Regions from separate parts of the Rattus norvegicus genome. Here region 2 is linked to region 1. Evidence: chromatin contacts called from public Hi-C data. All regions are on one chromosome and are shown on one strand. Each heading gives the region's core, a stretch centred on a gene start, on an enhancer-like site or on the middle of the called end of the contact. The rest is flanking DNA. Distances are from core to core; before and after follow the strand shown.

The links. Hi-C and Micro-C count contacts between places; a contact is called where the count stands out from the background.
Region 2: a Hi-C map of frontal cortex shows a contact between it and region 1, with 2.1 times the contacts expected there. The contact joins two enhancer-like sites. A contact is called at or near these places in 4 of 12 Hi-C or Micro-C datasets (the Rat2 cell line, Schwann cells, frontal cortex and 1 more).

What each region holds. Positions count from the first base shown.
Region 1 is chr1:235,504,963-235,509,559 of GRCr8, forward strand. The region is part of intron 4 of Glis3 (GLIS family zinc finger 3); the gene reads right to left. Among named protein-coding and RNA genes, the nearest start is that of Rnu6-613, 120 kb to the left of the region's middle. Within about 2 kb of position 1,944, at least 11 of the 93 cell types and tissues checked have an H3K27ac peak or open chromatin away from gene starts, as enhancers often do.
Region 2 is chr1:235,748,062-235,752,446 of GRCr8, forward strand. All of the region lies in intron 2 of Glis3 (GLIS family zinc finger 3), which reads right to left. Among named protein-coding and RNA genes, the nearest start is that of Glis3, 59 kb to the right of the region's middle. Within about 2 kb of position 2,985, at least 40 of the 93 cell types and tissues checked have an H3K27ac peak or open chromatin away from gene starts, as enhancers often do.

The sequences.
Region 1 (4,597 bases), core at 694-3,193:
ATTCTCTGATGAACTGGACTTCTCATTACAAGGTTTAGCTACGTCTCTATTACTCCACAGAAAGATGCAGTTGCTCCAAGAGACCTTGACCAATAAAACTACATAAAACTGGTAGATTGAACTAGATTGAAACTGGTGGGATCAAAAGATAAAGCTTTTTGAGAACCTGGAACAACTGACTATGCTTCCGTTGACAACCAGTGCCTGTGTGGCACTTGGGGCTTTGTAATATGTGATGGTCGTTCCTTATCAGGACTTCTCTTTCTTTCCACAGATCCTTTGTTTTCAACGACTTCGAAGCTTCCACTGTGGAGAGTCTAAAATAGGATGATCAATACTGCTGCTTTTGGAATTTTTATGTTGGTTTCCACACCTCTTAATAATTCAGTAATGCCTCTGTAAAGAGACATGTTCTGTTGCTTTCTAAAACAATGGCACAATTACAGAGATGATGTCTGCAGACAATATCTAATATCTTGTCACATAAGGGATCTCGCCTCATATTGCAGAGCAAAGAGTGGATACATGTTTAATGGTGTTTTCATGGATTTAAAAAGTGCCTCAAAGTATCTTTTGGATAACAATTCTTTCTTTAGTTCTCTTTGTTGGCTCTCCTGGAGGAATAATGCCAATGGTAATTACATTTGCTTATTATATATGTCCATCTTCTACTCCACACAGACACATACACACTTGCTGAGAAATGTCAACATGTTGCTTTATGTCTACAGTACACTAATCAACATATCAAAATCCAAATTTAGAAGCCTAATTCACAATACCGCTCCCCCCCACAACTTGGAGTAAATGAAATTCAGCCTTTGTTGGAAGGAAATGTAAAATGTGTTTCACACATATATTTAACACTAATCTGTTCTCTTTACCTTAATTATGCTTTGCATGTCTGTGGAATCTTATATTCCAGGGACTGAATTTACTTTTATAAATATTCATTGATTCTTTTGCATCTCCAGTTAAACTACTGCTAAACACTGCCTCTCATTTTGCATTTAGAGAAACTGAGGCACCAGGGGGAGCAACCTATGGGTTGCCACTTATCACACCTGCAGAGACAGAAAAGGTGGCTTGGCTTGGCAACCCCTGGGATGAGGAAGCAAGGCTCTCAGAAATAAGGGTACGATCCAAGGGACGCCAGGAGCAGCCTGCACAAGCTGTAGGTGCAATTACATTCCTTACTCTGTCCTTTCCTCAGCAGAGCAAACACCAACAGAATAGCTGCCCTGTGGCCAAGGAGAAATGATTACAGAAAAGAACAGCTGGAGAAAACACGGCAGAGTACTTGGACTTTAGTCGGTGGGAGGCCATCACAGAAACTAATGGGCTGACAATGTTTCTTTTTCTTTCCACCAAGTAATCCATATGCAAATTTCCTGCGCATTCAATATGCACCTCCGAGCTCAGTAAATGTTTTATATTCTTTTCTGCTTAGCTCTCTCAGCTTTTTCCAATTAGTCCCTGTTTATTTAGAAAAGAAGAAAAGAAAAATGTCTAAAGCAAGGATTAAGCTGTGTATCTTACGGAGAAAGGACGAATATTAGACATTCTTTTAGGACCTAGAGGATGCATTCTTCCCCATCCTCCCTGCCGGGATGGGTAATGAGAAGAAAGTCGAAAGGAGCTGAAGCTATTCTGTTCTTTTGGATTGTTCAGTTCAAACCATGCCTTTGACAATCTGGAATTGAGTCCAAAATTCATGACAGTTCAGACAATGGTGCACAGGGAATATGCCAGTGTGACAAAGGAATAAATAAAAGGGACAGAATGCTCTAAAGGACCCACCTGGCACACGCAAGCTCTGCAGCAGCAAGAGAAGCCAGGAATCAGGGGGAACAGCTAGTGGGGACAGAGAAAGCACTTGGGCTGAGGTGAGCAGCTTTGTCCTGGGAAGGTAACCCAGATGCTATTGGGAAATGCCCCACAAGTGGAGAGGATGTGGGGTGAGAGCCAGGTACTGCCACCATCAATCACAGGAAAAGGGAAGAGAATCCCACCAAGTCCCATTAGATTCCTTATTCACTCAGAGAAAAACACAGAACCTTGAACCCAAATTCCCTGGAGGACAGACGGTGGTGCCCTGGTACCCAAGAAAGAAATCTCTGGTGCCAAGAATGGCCTGCCTCAGAGGCCGCTAGGAAACCCAAAGAAATAATCCATGATATTTACCAATAGGATAGGATCATACCCATGAAAACGGGTTGAAAAGAGTGATTAGGGCTGGCACCGGGTCAAAGAGCAAGAAATATCCAAGATGTTTCCAGGACTGCAGAACAAATTCTTACCTAAATAAGGCTGTGAGAAGTCAAGCAAAAATACCAAAATGACAGACGAGTATTCCTCTCCCAGAATTTAGGAATCCGAAAGCCACAGGGAAAAAATTAGCATATTATAATTTCAAAACAGACCTGGGGATTCAGTAACTTATTAAGCTCTGCAGAAATCTTCATGTGGGCTCTTGCCAGGGAAGAGTCACAGCTGGCAGAGGGAAACCTAGAAGAAAGCTGAGGGATGTCACACTCAGCACAGAGAAGTTTCCCTTCGTGCTGCTGAGAAAGAGGGGGTGATGTTTACTGATGTACATACACTCGAGCAAGTGATGAGGACCGTACCACATTTAACAATCCGCCCCTGAATATTTCTCACCACAAAGGACATTATATTTAAAGAAAGGAAGAAAGGAGAGGTGTTCAAAGAGGAGAGGAGAGAGAGGAGAGGAGAGGAGAGGAGAGGAGAGGAGAGGAGAGGAGAGGAGAGGAGAGGGGAAGGAAGGGGAGGGGAAGGAAGGGGAGGGGAAGAAGAGGAGGAAGAGGAAGGGGAAGAGGAAGGGGAAGAGGAAGAGGAGGGAAGGGAAGGGAAGGGAAGGGAAGGGAAGGGAAGGGAAGGGAAGGGAAGAGAAGAGAAGAGAAGAGAAGAGAAGAGAAGAGAAGAGAAGAGAAGAGAAGAGAAGAGAAGAGAAGAGAAGAGAAGAGAAGAGAAGGGAAGGGAGGAGAAGGGAGGAGAAGAGAGGAGAAGGGAAGGGAAAAAAATAACAAAGAGTAAGGGAAGACAGGACTTCTTAACTTCAAACCACCTGCTTACATCATATGTGAAAACAAGTGCTCATAGTTCCATTGCCCAGTGGTCATTTATAAATGCTAAATTCCATTCTTCAGTGCACCAGTTGAGAAGAAGAAAAAAAAAAAAAACCCATATCTCTGGTAGCATTTCTGATTCTAAGTTCCAAGACACAGTAATGCTCTCAAATTTCAATTCCTTGAGCTTCAAGCTTACAGGAAAATCAACTAAACAAAAGCCTGCCAAAAATCCGGGCTGGCTATTAAAATGTTACAGGCAAAAGCCGTGGATTTGAGACTATAGATGGTATCCAGATCAACAGAAATGTCCTGGCTGGAAGCCTGCAGATCACCAGGAGTGCGCTTGGAGGCCCTTTGTCTAATTCAGTGAAGAACCAACCCTCAAGCAGAATATTTTTGGCCTGACAAATAAAAGCCATTCCCAGAGAGCCTACAATCTTGGAGACATCACTTGGAATCTCAGCCCATTCTTTAGCACACTACACATGATCAGACTTCTAGCTTTAGGATGACCCTGAAGACACTGAATGAATGGTGGTTTCCACCTCGCTCCCAAGGACCACTTAGACTCCTTCCTCTTTTCATTACCCAAGTACCTTCTACCTTGAGCCAACTCTGCAAAAGTCCTAAACAGTAACTCTATTACAGAACAGCCCTGGCCACTAGACAAGGGCCTAAGCTGGGACTCCGGCGATTCAGACTTTATTTGGCTCCTCCTTCTGCAACTTCACTGAAACTTCTGAGCTCCCTGCAAAGAGGAAGTTTGAGTCTCAAGGTACACGAATACCAGCAGCATTGAGAAGCAGGCAGGATCTGATTAAACGCCACACCTTTCCCTGGCTAACCTGGCAGGACTCTATCACCCAGACCTTGCATGCAACTCAGAGCATGGCAGAGGGGTGGAAGCTGAGTCCTGAAGATCTTTAACTGGCTGTCTAAGCTCTCTGCTTCTCACAGCACCAGGGAAGAAAGAAGGAAGTCTCAAAGCAGCCACCCATCTGTGTCATTCCGTCTTTGAAGGTGTGGCCTAGGCATCTCACAAGGAAAAACTGCATGAAATGATCATCAGGCTAACGGTATGCCTAGAACCCTTTCTCAGAGAGTTTTACTCAGCCTATGGCCTATACATTAAACCACCCCTTCTTTACGCAGTACTCAATGTATGTGGATGGAATAACACTTCCCCCACTTGCCTGTGTAACCAATGAATGCCTTTGTTTTCACCTTTAAAATTAGTGCATTGAAAAGATTTTAAAAAGTTGCTTTGGAGTTACTGAGGCTAAGGCAGGCATAGAGGGGGTGTGTGCAGGAGAACAAAGACTCACACTACAGGGAATTGCAAGAAGAACCAGGAGATGGAATTTACATATTGCAGACAAGTCAACCAAGGGACTTTATCAAACAGCCCCAAGGACATACCGCCAGGACAGTATTGACATTGAAAATTAGACCCTGACTCCTGCAGCAACACTGTACCGGGGGATTTAACTAAAAGACCTATTTAC
Region 2 (4,385 bases), core at 1,735-4,234, 240 kb after region 1:
TTTGTCTATATCTAATTCAGGTATCTACATTTTTTTCCCAACCTTCTTTTACCATCAAAGAAATGTCTGAAGAGAGAACCACCAGCCCAGGGGATGAAAAACCAATACTTGCCTGTATGTAGCTCAGATGTAAGAGACGAGGGTAAGAACAGAATAGAAACTTCAGGGGCAGGAATAGTTCAGAATAGCAATTTAAGTGCTAGCAAAGGGGGAAAAGACCAAGCAGATGAACCAGGAATCAAGACATCAGTTCTTACACAGAAAGAGTCCCAATAGCGGATACCACCTCTGTGTTCTCTAGAAAGGAACTCCCAAATTCATAGACAAACCTCCCCACACAGACAGAGCTGAAACGGGGGCCAGCTCACAGCTTGCCTCCATGTCAGAGAAGAACCCAGGACCACAATACCTCAATTTCCCATGCAACAATTCTTTGGGGATATAGGTTACTCATTTGTATGACAAATGCAAGAATATCTTATGCTACCCACTGGCAAGTTCAAGCTCGATTCCATGAGCACAGCTTTGAAGTGCAGGCCAGGCTCATCTAAGCTGCTTGTAGACAGAACCAGAGCAGGAAAGAGGGAAAGCTCAGCTCATGTCCCCAAGGAGCCTCATTAATGTTGCCAGAGTCACCTGCAGGCACCTCTGTCTCAATACCTTTGCTCAGCCTAAGGTCAGTGCCCTGGTACATGTGACATCTGAATGCACTTTGAAAGGGTACTTATGTACCTATGTAGCTCTTAATGCTACAAAAACATCAGTCATCATGGGCCACAGCTCTTCTCCTGCAGAAAGAAGAAAATCTTCCTCTTTTTTTCTTTTTATTGCATCTCTCTGACTTGTAATCCCCCAACAAACACCAAGTTCCTTCCCACTACCACCTCTTCTGTGTGTCCAACTCATGACTCAATCCTTCCAGAAAGTCCTGCACTGACTCATCGGAGGCCCTGGAAAATGGACAGGCACACATGTTCTCCCTGTGTTTACCTGCTAGTTTCTTTCATGGATCATTTAACACTCTTCACCTACAACACAGACCCAGCCGTGACTCTGCCTCACCCTTATGCCAGAGCTTGACAGAGATGCGCAATCTTTCAGATGCTCCCTACTGTCAAGCACCTGCACAAAGCACCATTCACTAGGAAAGATTTTGGATATGAAGGTCAAAGAACGGTGCTGGCTTACAAGAAGGAAAGAGCAGAAGCATCACCAGAACAGGTCTAAGAAACACCAAGTACACAGGTATCTGTTATATTTTAACTACAGAAGGCAACTTGAGTTTTTTCAAGCATGCTATATGCTTGATATCTGAACAAGCTATCTTAGAAAGTGCATGCGTTTGAGAGAAAAGACACCAAGTGCTGACAAGAAGATTAGAAAGAGGCGTGTTCCACACTGGGCATCTTGTTCCCTTCATGTGGCGTTTGCCGAGCAAGAGTTGAGCAAAGAAGACCTCTGCTAAGAGCATCAATGGGCAGCCCCAGGTTGACACCGTTGAGTGTCATTCCCTAGAGAAGTGGAGGGAAGTCCTCCTCCTTCCTAGGTGAGCTGGGATCTTTCCAGGAAAGATAAAGGTCACTTCGTGTGTATCTGTAGCTCTGATCCGTCCACCTCACAAGTGCCAACCTTTTATACTTATGAAGTTGCCATGAGATTGATCTGAATGATGCAAATCATGAAGATACTGGGAAAGGAATTCATACCTGTACTGCCCACTGGGCCTCTCCATGGCCAGAAGGCCCCAGCTCACTAACTCGACGTTGGGGTGCCAAGACTCAAGACTCGTACCCAGTTTTAACAAGTAATTTAACTGAAATAGATGCATGTCTTCCGACTCTTACTGCATCTAATACGATCCACTGCCCCACGTTAAAAGTCCCTCGAGCACACAAGATGCTATCACAGATGGATGACAAGGGGCTCATCCTCCAACCTCTCTCCAGAGAAGCAAGCTCCTCTGGATCTTGGCCACCTGTTTATTCTAAGCTGCTGGTGAACAAACTGTTTTAGTCAGTCTTGAACATAGCACAGGAACCTTGTGAGCAACTGTTACACCAGAAGTCACTTTCTATGAGCGTGCGCGAGTGTGCAATATAAGAAAGCCACAAAAATTCCCACAGGCTTCTTTGCTAATGCTTAGAAATTCCATCTTGTCTAAAACGAAAGGCTCTGTGTTATTTAAATTTGATTAAAAATATTGATGCTTTTCTACGTCTTCTCATTCTGGGCGCTAGGGATACTTAATGAGAGGAGCAGAGCAGGCAGTCTAATTGTGAATGCTGGAAGTCTTATGTGTGAAGATCTGCTCTCTACAAATTTCTGAGCCAATGCTGTAGGCTTTTCAGTAGCTTCCACAGTGAAAACGAAACAAACAAACAGCAAATACCATGGAGAGGGCGGCATCACGTTCAATAGCTTTCTACACTTCCACAGACAAAAAAACACAGCACAGTCAACACTAAACTCACAATTAGAAACGTGCTGCAAGTGCCAAGCGGTGGTTATATTGGGACCAGGCTCCGTGCTCCACAGAACTGGCTCAGAGCAAGCTGCTTCCCCTTGGATCCACGCGCTCAGCAAATAGCCCCAGACTTCTGTTCAGTACCCCTAAGGTGCCCTGATGTAGGACACAGTAGTGACGGGGGTTCTCGTTTCTAACCTAATGGTACGCATACATTCAGCCATAATTGAAATAAAGGGGAAAATGCAAACTCAAAAACAGGGAGTTTTAAAAAAATTATTTTTATAATTTTTCTTCTGGCAATCCCACTAGTAAAAGCCTCAAAAACACTGTCTGCCTTCTCCCACTGGGATCCTGGTAAGGTACTGCCCTCCATGTGTTCTTTATGAGAACGCCTCTTTATGAGAACGCCTGAGAAAATAACTGTCTCACTGCAGCTTTGCTCCACTAGCTAACTTCATGGGGACCGTGAGTCACATGGCCGACGCTCTCCCGCCTCACGGTTGCAGATCCAGCAAGGCTTGGAGCCAAAGCTCTGACTCAGCTCTAGCACAAGAAACGGGGTCAGAGGAAGACGCACCAAGTCCTACCCTCACCCCTTATTTCACCCCGCTTTCTCTCAGCCCATGTTCTCATTACCTGCTTGATTTTTCATCTTTTTCTATTATTCCTTTTTCTGAAACTACTGTTTAACCCTTTTATAAACAAAAACAGGATTCCAAGTTGCTTTCCTCTACTGACGTTAACGTCAAGCAGCAAAATCCGTTCCTTTAACAACTTGCACTTTCGACTCTGTCACTGTAACTAACACACAAAAGCGTCTAGTACCCATTTAATGTTCCCACATACACAACTGTAGCCAAAATTCAGATCAAAATTGTCATTTTGAGCATCATTGTTACTACAGTGTCTTTAAACCCTAGCAGTCACACAAATCTGCATGGTGCCCCTCTAGCTTTCGGATTTGTGATCACAGTTGATTTTCTCGGCAGTCGTAAGAGATAACTACAGCAGGCATTACCATGACTACCTTCTGCTCGCCCAGAGGAGAAAAACAAGGTTCAGATAGTTTAAAAGGACCTTGTCCACAAGGCTAAGTTATTAAGTTATTCAGACAAAATGGGGGGTGCGGGGAGAGTCCTTCAAAACTACCATGTCTCCCATGACTACCAAAGGTGGTCTTGCATAGCATAGTCTTTGAATTTTTGGCCTAGAACCAGTGACTCAAATGTTTCATTCACTTGACTTTCTAAATAGTATGAGCCAGCTAGTCAAAAGTGTAACAATTACTGCTTGGTAATGGAACCCCTAACAGATGAGAACTAGACAGCCAAGACACTGGAAAATTTTTTAATCATTAGAACATGCATGAGTAATTTATTTCCTCCATTGGAATCCAGTGATGGAGTTAAGAAAACTCGCTCCTGCACAAACAAGGAGCACAGGCACTTTAATGTGGTCCTCTAGAGTGGTCACACAGAGCAAACCTGCCTCTTGAGTCACTGGCTCTGGTGAGATCATTTAGTAGTAGAGAATGAAATTCACAAGGCAGGCTCAAGAGAAGATTTAACTCCTTATTCATGATGAACTCATAGCACTTCAACCACATCTAAGGGGAGGAAATATGAAACTCAAATCACATTAATTTTCAAATCATTGACATTGCTAATAAATGAAAGGGCAAAATGTTCACAATTTGAACTCTTGAGACCTTGAGTAAACCGGTCTGTCTATTCATACTACGAGTCAGAAATTGGGGAGTTGGAGGAGAGACTGCATATGCCTTTTCTCTGAGTTTTAATCTCTTTGGGAAAAAATGAGGAAGAGGGTCTGAGAAAGCCACAAATTCATTACCTCAACATTCTACAGCTGCGAGAGTATGTGCTAGTGCTACCTACCCTGGCTCACCCTTTCAGTGTTG